Linked DNA regions of Mus musculus: regions 1 and 3 are each linked to region 2. The links are chromatin contacts, called in public ChIA-PET and HiChIP or PLAC-seq maps. All regions are on one chromosome and are shown on one strand. The core of a region is the stretch at or near the end of the contact, and the rest is flanking DNA. Distances in the headings are between cores, read along the strand shown.

Region 1 (2,774 bases), core at 64-2,563, 79 kb before region 2:
AAGGTCCGCCTCCAGTCAGCCTTGATGCCTCCCAGCTGCTGTCAATCTAAGCTGTTGGCCTGCGGGGAAACTGTCCCATGATTTGAGGTCCTGCCGGGTCTACCTGGCTTTCTTTTCCAGCTCCCATAAAGCCCGCTCCCCCACACCCTGCCATCGTTCTGGGTCTCATCTCTCTCGCTTCCTCCTCCTCCTCCCCAGATACCTTTCCTTCATCCCTTAACCTAGTCAACCCTTACTCACCTTTCAAAGCCAGTCCAAGGTCACCTGCTCCAGGAAAGCCACCCACCCGCCTAGATTACAGACTCTTCAGCCTCATCCCCCTATTACCTGGGCGTGACTCCCTTGCTGAGCTTGCCGTGTTATTTTATAATTATTTGCTCTGTGTCTGGCTTCTCCATTAAATTATTAGTTTATTGGGGGCAGAGACCACGCTTACTCATTGCTGTAGGTCCCCCCCCCCAGCCCCACACAAATACTTCTACTTTGTGAGGTCACTCTTTCGTCTTGTGCTGTAAGTGTACTATCTCGCTTTGTTGGTGGTTTTGTGGAGCTGGAGTTTGGGAAGGCCTGAGGCTTCTCACCTGGGGTCTACGATGGGCTGCCATGATCCAAAAGTGTAATATGGCTAGAGTCACCTGGGCTTGCCACTCAAGTGCTGTGACCTGCCTCCAGGCTAGGCAACCTCAGTGTACTTGGACTTCTTACAGACTGTCCCCCAAACCCAGTTGGACCTCCCACAATACCTAGAAGAAAGCTTCGGAATACGGTTTCAGCAGGTCTCATGAGGCAGGCAGTATCACTTCCTCTGAATTCAAAGGTTGACAAGTTCCCTAAGGTCAGTCCAGATTCAAAAGCGGAGGGACAGAGAACCACCTTGGACGGGTATTAAAAAAAAAAAAAAAAAAAAAATTGGTAGACCTCAGCAGCCAAGTGGTAGTGTGCGCAAGCGCTGTGGGGACCTGCTCAAGGGATCGCCCAGGGCGTGCTTTCCTGCCTCTCCCCTTGCCGGCTTTACTGGGCAGAGACCTCTTTGTGTTGTCTTTTCACACCAGTGACAGCCTGCGTTCTTGCTGTTCTCAAACTGGCTTTTGTGACTATTCTAGACGGGTGCATCCTTCACTTGCTCCCTCCCCCACTTTTTTTTTTTTCTGCTCTATAATATGCCATACGACTGCCTCATGGTTCACTAGACTGTTCGCCACACAATGCCATACATTTTGGTGGCTTCCAAAGGCTTGTTATTCCAGGGCAGTGAGAGTGGAGGGCCATGTGTCCCTGGCTGCTTTCCTGTTCCGTGCAGGGGAAGGGGGTAGTGCTGTGCGCCCGCAGCCCCGAGCCCTCTGCGAACGAGCGGCCTCGGGCCACAGCCCACCCGCAGTCACGGCTGTGTAACCGGGCTTACGTAACCGAGCCAATGGAACCTAAATTAAAAGAGGAAACCATCCTCTTGCCGCTCAACTCGCTTAATCCCTGTCTCTGTCCTGGGCCCCGCGCCCCCCTCCGAAGGTCTTGAGCGCGTTCCAGATTTCTAATTTCGTTTGCTTGTGCAACCAAAAATATGATGGCCGCGTTTCCCGGGGGTGATGGAGTCTGTACTCCCCGCTCCAGGCGCGCTAAAAACGGCAGCGCCGGGCTGCTAGAGGCGGGGGCGACGCGGGACCCGCGGGGTTCTGTGGTCCCAGCCTCCTCGTGATTTCCACCCGCCGCTGAACCCAGCGTGCGCGGCGCCGGGGGTGGGGGGAGTGCATCTTTCACCCGCGTGCCCCATCCCCAACACCTGCTGGAAGACGCACGTTGCACCTTTATGCCTTCAGAAATAGGAGAAGAAGAAAAGAAGGAAAGGAAACAGCACGCCTCTCACCAGGGAAGGGATGGAGCAGACAGGAACATCGAATTGCTGATTTAAAAGAAAGTAGGGTAGTCTGAGATGTGTTGACGTAGATCCAGTTGTTTTGGTTTTTTTTTTTTTTTTTTTTTTTTTTAAGCAAGCCGAGGAAATATAAAGAATATAATTGTGTCTGTGTTGTTTTATTTAAATCTGTAAACGGTGCTGGAAATATATGAGACCTGGGTTACATTCCTAGCACCACATAAACTGAATTTAGCGGTGCACATCTGGAATCCCGGCTGGAGGAGGAGGGAGCCGGAGGATGGAGCATCTAGAGTTAGCTTCAGCTACCTAGTGAGTTCGAGGCCTGCCTGGGCTTCATAAGGGCCTGTCTCAAAAAGGAACAAAGGACGGGGGTGGGGAGTGGGCATTAAGATGGCTCAACTAGTAACTGGACTTGCTGTCAAACTCTCTCCTCTCTCGGGGGTAGGGTGGGAGTGGGGGATGGGGTGGGGAGGAGAGAGAGCTCATATTGCCATGTGCCAAGCATTCATGTGGAAGCCAAAGTTCAGCTTTCGGGAGTCAACGCTCTCACGACTGTCCACAAGTCCCTATATTGGCTGAGCCATATCACACACACACACACACACACACACACACACACACCCCTTAAAAAAACAAAAGTAAACCAAATGAGTCGAGGCTTTTCAGCTACTGAAGGGGGCAGCTGAGGCTAGCCCCACCTTGCAAGCTGGAAGCCCGCCTGAGCTACAAGGTGAACACAAGGGCAACCTAGGCAATTTACCAAGACCTTGTCTTCAAACTACAACAAAAACAAATCTAAAAAAGGATAAAGAAAAAAAAGAAAAATCTGAGGAGACTGTTTAGTGGTCCAGAGCATTGTATAGCAGTCTCAAGGCCCAGGTCTCATTCCAGTGTCCCCTTC
Region 2 (3,121 bases), core at 521-3,020:
AGGCAGCTTTACTCTACTAACCCATCTAGCAGACCCCAGGCCAGAGGCCAACTCCTTCTGCAATAAAACCACACAAAAGGGCTGATCACTCAGAAAGAGTTGCACACAGTACTCCAGCTCCCCACCCCACCCCCACCCCGGGCCAGGTATGTGCTCAATGACACAACCTTTTTTGTGTGTTTTTGTTTATTGGACAGGGGAACAACACAGCAGCAGTGGCTAGAAATTAGAATATAACCCTAATTCAACACAAACTTTAAAATGACTATTTCCCACAGAGGTAAATTATAAATTTCAAGTGTTAAAATTGCCTAATTAATTAAGGTCAACAGAACTCTGTAAGATTTATATAAGCCAGTTACTATCTGACTACCAATCATACACACAAACACACACACCCTGCACCGAGTTCTTTATTTATTTATGTTCAATATCTATTTTTAGAAATATAGCAAATCAATAAACTGTGAATTAAAGTATAAATTTAAATGTGAATTCATTTTTTGTCATTTCCATATAGAAAGACGTTTTTCATTAAAACTCTTATGATGTCAAATAATGTTCTAAGCAATCCCTGAAGCATAATAACCTTGTACCGTCAGGCAGTCAGGGACATTTTAAATGATTGTTCAGTCAGGTCATTAATGGCATCTAGTTTTAAACAGTGTGTATGGCACTTCTCTAGGGGAGCTGTCATACCTAGTAAATCCGCTCCTTCATCCACATCTCCAATAAGGCCCGAGCCAGCTGAGGACAGCTCTTCAAAGAGAGATTCTGTATTGCGATCAAAAGCTTTGTTCTCTATGCCTTTGGTGGGAGTGCTAGGCAACAAAAACAATAAAGCCAAAACGACAAATTACCAAGACTTTCTGACAGTGTATTTTTTTTTTTAACAAAAATGTATGTTTATTTAAAAACAAATCTAACCAGGGTATTTCCTGGTTAAAAACACAGAATCAAGTTCACGTTTGGTTGCTTCTTCCTTCCATCCCCAAACAAATGGCCATGATACCTTCTGTCCCACATGGTCACCCCAAGTAGCTCTTCACGGACTCCTCAGCTAGACCTTGACAGTGTATTTTTAATATAATGATTAAGCAGCATTGGAATTTCTTACTTAAATTTATATTGACTATAAAATATCAATATGAAAAGATTTCTTGGTGAATTTCCAAGAATTTCCCACAGAGAGTACACAGCGCCTCTTCTGTGAAGTCCCAGCAAACCCACAGAATAACGGCAGCTACTCTGGTCTGTGCAGTACACAGCTACAGACCGCAAAACAGACTCTGTGTTACCCCAATTTTACAAATAAGGAAACCAAACAGCTTAAGGATCTTGACAAAAATCATTCAGCAATTAGGTGAAAAAGAATTCAAACTAAAGCAATCTTGTTTCAGGATACATGACCTTTTCTTGTCTTATTTTATTTTACAGGGCTTCAGGGTTTCATGTCACTCAGGTTGTTCCCAAATTTGCTACATAGTTGAGGATGACCTTGGACTTCTGATCCTCCAGGGACAGGCTTGTGAACTTGACAAAGATTAAGACACTCTACAGAGACACTGTATGTATCAGACTATTGAAACAACAGACCCCAGAGAAATGGGAATTTTCACAGGAATCTCATTCTGAGAAAAGGAAGAGATAACAGCAGAAGGGCAACTTGCTTTCCTGAAAGAGACTTCGCACAATTCTAAGCACCTTACAGGATGAGACTGACACCCAGATAATGATGGGTCGACAGTGGGCCAAACCACACTTGTTCCTCTATTTAAACTGTGATCTCACTTCAGGACTACAAAGAAGGTTTTGGGGGCTCTCTGGATCTCTTTGTTCCTCTTCCAAAACTGATTAAAAGACTCAAAGCCATTGTACTTGGGACTCTGCCTTTAGGAAACTCCCACAGAGCCATGTCATAGCATATAATAAAGAGCCTCGGTGTCCTGTTTCTCTGTAGAGAAGACCTGAAACAGCAGAGCAAGGTAAACACCACTCTACATGAGGAAGGAACTAGAAGGCCAAGGCAGAGTCCTGAAAATAGCTAGATTTGGGGTCTGGTCATCCTAAAAATCATACACTTAGGAAACTCAGGTCTGTTAATGTTAGTGCTAAGTGCATGGAACACTGAAAAAAGGAAACATGTTTCATGACTTAAGATTCACCAATTCCAGGAAAACACAAAGCATCAAAAGAAAATTTACGGCTAAGTTTGAGAATTTGTATAGACATACTAATGCAGTAATATATTCTAATTGAACTAAAATTAAGATATAATGAAATTAGAGAATGAAAAGATGGATGTTGCCAGGTATAATCCCCAGCCCTGTTGTAACAGAAAAGACCAGAGAAGCAAGATTTGAACCCATATAAGTCTTACTCTGTTAGAGGCTATGCTTATCCTGGGTAAAATACCCAAGTATTTTACCATTACTCCATTACTGACTACTCAGTAGGGCTTAATAAATGATACGTGCTCATAACCGTTATTTAAAGGTAAATCTGTTGAGGAAACACAAAGCTCAATTCTAATCAATATGTTTTTGGATAACCTTGATTAAAACAATACCAAGCCACTCTTCTGCTCTCATTAATCAAGCTTTCCATGTAAGATGAGACTAAATTCCCTACTAATGAGATCATTCTAGACAGAACATGTTCTCTTCTCCCTCTTTTGTGAAAAAAATAAAGTTTGTTCAAATTTTTACTTCCTCCACTCCACTTCCTGGTCTCCTCAGGCGGGAGAAGCAGCCCTGGCTGTCTCCTCCTCCAGCTACTCTCAGTGACTGAGTCTGCTCCAGAGCCAGGTGACAACCATCAAGTGCTGGGCTCTGCATTAAGGGCTCCTTCCTTGTGAGACTAAGGTAAGGTCCTTGGAAGAGACACTTGTCATACAGCACTAAGCTAGTTTGTTCTTCTGCCTTCTCCCATGAGAGGATACTGCATCCTCTTCCGTAAAGGACGCGGCAAGAAGGCATTATCTTTGAAACAAAGAATAGCCTACACTGGACAACTGAACTAGCCGGGGTCTTCATCTTGAATGGCCTAGCTTGAGAATTCTGAGAAAACAAATCTCTCTTCTTTATAAACAATGCAATATTAGTTACTGTTACAGCAACAT
Region 3 (2,783 bases), core at 68-2,567, 75 kb after region 2:
GAGTACAAAGGTCACCGCTCAGGTGTTCGAGCAAAGAGCCAGCCAAGTGCACTTAGAAACTGCAGGATGCAAAGCAAACGCAGACAGGACAAGTGTTGTAACACTCACCCACACCTTCTCAACCCCGCCCCCCAGTCTTTATAAATAGAGGAGGCTGTCAGGGAACTGTCCAAGGTTACCACCTGACACGAAGGAGGAACATTCCTCTGTGAGGAACATTAATAAAGTAAATGAATGTACTGTATGTACTTACTGGACTCTGCTAGTCGACTTCTAAGTGGTTGACTAAGTGTTAAAATTAAATGGAAAAAAAAAAAAAGGGTACATAGGTAGACTTCCTTCTCAAGAGGATCTAAATGTCAAGAAGAAACTGACCGAAAGAGGGAGATCTCTAACTTCCCAAAGCAGCAGCAGCCCCCCCTGGAAAGGTACCGAAGCCAGCGGAACTGACACGGGCAGGACAGCACTGCCCCTCCCCATGCTAAAAGTTTGAACCCGCACCCGACTATCCTACGGTGGTCGGAAACTTCCCTAAACAAGAAGCAACCAGACACCCTCAAGTCTCCGCCCTCGGGCAGTCCCAGGTGCCCTCAGATGCCAGAGTGTCGCTTCCTCCCCCGGCCTTCCTCCCACTTCACCCCTCTCCTGGACACTCGCTGGCCTGCCTAGGCTTCCAGCACCGGCCAGTGTCCCGGGGTCCCGAGACGCTGCGGAGCACTGTCCCGGGCCCTGGATTCGGGCCTGCCCTTCAGGAGTCCACCCTGGCGCGTTGGTGCGCCTGGCGCGCCCAGCGTCCCCAGCCCGGCTGCGACCCCCGCCCCCGCCGGCCCTCACCTCCTCGGCGTGCTTGCGCAGCGCCTTCTCCCGCTCGTACTGGGTGATGAGCTGCTCGTTGTCGTCCCGCAGCAGCTCCAGCTCCACCTGGTGCTCCTGGTCCTGCGCGAACACCGAGTCCAGGTTCTCCAGCACGGCCACCACCAGTGGCATCAGCTCCTTGACCACCTCCTCATCGTAGCGCCCGATGAGCCGCTCGAACTCGCGGTAGATGGAGCCGGCCAGGCCGGACACCCGCTCTGACATCACGGCCCCGGAGCCTCCGGGCTCCTCCTGGTATACCACACCGTCCTCCAGCTCCATGGTGGCGGGCGGGCGGGCGGCCCCGGGCGTCGCCGGCTGAGGGGTGGCACGGGCCCGCACGGGACGGGCCCGGCGGAGGCTGGGGCTGGGGCTGGGCCCCGCGGGGTGGGGGCCGGAGCCCTGGCCAAGGAGGGGAGGGGTGGGGTGAGCGCACTCGCCCCAACCGCCGCTGCACCAACTGCCGGGGCGGCCCGGCCGCGCGCGCTACGCGTCACCCGTGGGGCGGGGCCAGCGCCGCGTCGCCCCGGTGGGCGGGGCCCCGCGGGAGGCCAGGCGCGGACGAGGGGCGGGGCCTGGCGGCGGCGTGCGCCGGCTGTGACGCCAACACCCGGCGCCGCGCGCGCGCGGACCGAGAGGTGAGAGGTGGAGGAAGTGACAGCCGGAGGCTGCGTTGGCTGGGCGTTCCCAGAGGAAAGGGAGGGGCTCTGAAGACTGACAACTTTCCCCAGGAGGCTGCAAGCGTTTTCTTCGCCTTTTTACGGCTCATCCCGCGCCTTCTTGGTGCGCCAGACGTGTGGACCCTGCTTAACAGACAAAGAAACTAGGGCCAGGGAAGTTGCGGGTTAGTCAAGGTCATACCGCTAGAACAGGAAAGAGGCAGAGGCGAGACTCTCTCTACTTCCTACTGAGAATTCTGGACTCAAAGGAAAACAGTGGATGAGGGAAAAAGCTGTAACTAGAATGACTGCCTAGAGGATCAGGTTGCCTCGAGTACGATAGTACACTTTGATGTTAAGGAAGAGTAAGGATAGCCTTAACCAGAAGAGCGAAGCGTCTGGAGAAGGGAAAATGAGTACCACTTTTTGCATTTTGCCAAACACTGGGTCCCTCTGCTCCCTGCCTATGAGAAAGACAGTTCTAGGCTGCAGCCACTACCACCGGTCCCTCTCTGATCTTGAGAGGGAGGTGGGGCTGGGAAGTGAGAGAAGAAGCAGAGGAGGCTATGGGGTGGAGTCAGTGGTGGAATAAGTCCCATGATACATGAAGTCACCTATCTTGGGAGTGCGTCACTCGTGGGGAATGCCACAACACCCTAGCCTTGGGCAGGCTGAGTCAGAGATTACTTCCGTGTATTCTCATCTTCCAGTCTCAAGTTTGGCGGAAGACACTCGCAAAAGCCTCTTCCCTTTGCCATAGCTGACTCAGATACACCGACTCCGACTCATCTAAATATATGGGAAGAACAGAGAGGATTTAAATAGACAAGTTATTAGGGAGAAGACTGGCTACCTCCCGGAGTCCTAAATACCCTGTTTGGTGTTTAGAAGTTTCAGATCATCCCCAAAGTCTCCCACACTTCCATCTCCCTGGAAACCACCAAAAGCTCTGTGGAGGTTGACCCAGTGCAAAAGGACAAAGATGAAAACTGTCAAAACAATTTCCCGAACCCCTGCGCCACTACCCTTAGTTTGTGCTCTCCCTGTCTCCCTTCCTCACCCTTACTTTGTGTATATGTCTGGATTCTAGGAATGCTGCCCAGCTAGTTGAGTATGAGCTCAAAATGCCCTATCGATTTTTAAAAAGAACTTTATTGTTTTGTTTTGTGAACTAATGTTTTGCCTGTGTGCATGTCTGGGCACCAGTCCTGTGCAGAGCCTGCCGACGGTGTCCTGTCAGCTAGAACTGGAGTTTTAGCTGGTTGTGAG

The links. ChIA-PET counts read pairs in DNA pulled down with a chosen protein or histone mark. HiChIP or PLAC-seq counts read pairs in DNA pulled down with a chosen protein or histone mark.
Region 1: a contact with region 2 is called in an RNA polymerase II ChIA-PET map of memory CD8 T cells, with 190 read pairs. The contact joins two enhancer-like sites. A contact is called at or near these places in 2 of 115 datasets of contacts at active chromatin or transcription factors (memory CD8 T cells and microglia) and 3 of 9 other capture datasets (adipose tissue, liver and pancreatic islet).
Region 3: a contact with region 2 is called in an H3K4me3 HiChIP or PLAC-seq map of the 230-238 cell line, with 63 read pairs. The contact joins the promoter of Spag9 here to the enhancer-like site in region 2. A contact is called at or near these places in 2 of 39 promoter capture datasets (embryonic stem cells and macrophages), 8 of 484 Hi-C or Micro-C datasets (the C3H10T1/2 cell line, Sertoli cells, Th2 cells and 5 more), 20 of 115 datasets of contacts at active chromatin or transcription factors (the 230-238 cell line, DN3 thymocytes, the HPC-7 cell line and 14 more) and 4 of 9 other capture datasets (adipose tissue, liver, macrophages and 1 more).

Annotation. Positions count from the first base shown.
Region 1 is chr11:94,147,935-94,150,708 of GRCm38.p6, reverse strand. The region is part of intron 2 of B230206L02Rik (RIKEN cDNA B230206L02 gene); the gene reads right to left. All of the region lies in intron 3 of Gm35338 (a long non-coding RNA gene), which reads left to right. Among named protein-coding and RNA genes, the nearest start is that of Gm35338, 13 kb to the left of the region's middle. Within about 2 kb of position 1,313, at least 122 of the 459 cell types and tissues checked have an H3K27ac peak or open chromatin away from gene starts, as enhancers often do. A contact at or near this core is called in memory CD8 T cells, where this site is marked.
Region 2 is chr11:94,069,265-94,072,385 of GRCm38.p6, reverse strand. Spag9 (sperm associated antigen 9) reads right to left here. Exons shown (of 29, transcript NM_027569.3): 8 at 700-821. It overlaps Gm38951 (a long non-coding RNA gene), which reads left to right. Exons shown (of 2, transcript XR_880137.3): 2 at 1,438-2,707. Among named protein-coding and RNA genes, the nearest start is that of Gm38951, 3.7 kb to the left of the region's middle. Within about 2 kb of position 1,770, at least 29 of the 459 cell types and tissues checked have an H3K27ac peak or open chromatin away from gene starts, as enhancers often do. A contact at or near this core is called in the 230-238 cell line, the HPC-7 cell line, Sertoli cells and 2 more, where this site is marked.
Region 3 is chr11:93,994,625-93,997,407 of GRCm38.p6, reverse strand. It overlaps Spag9 (sperm associated antigen 9), which reads right to left and starts at 1,317. Exons shown (of 29, transcript NM_027569.3): 1 at 835-1,317. The coding sequence starts at 1,137.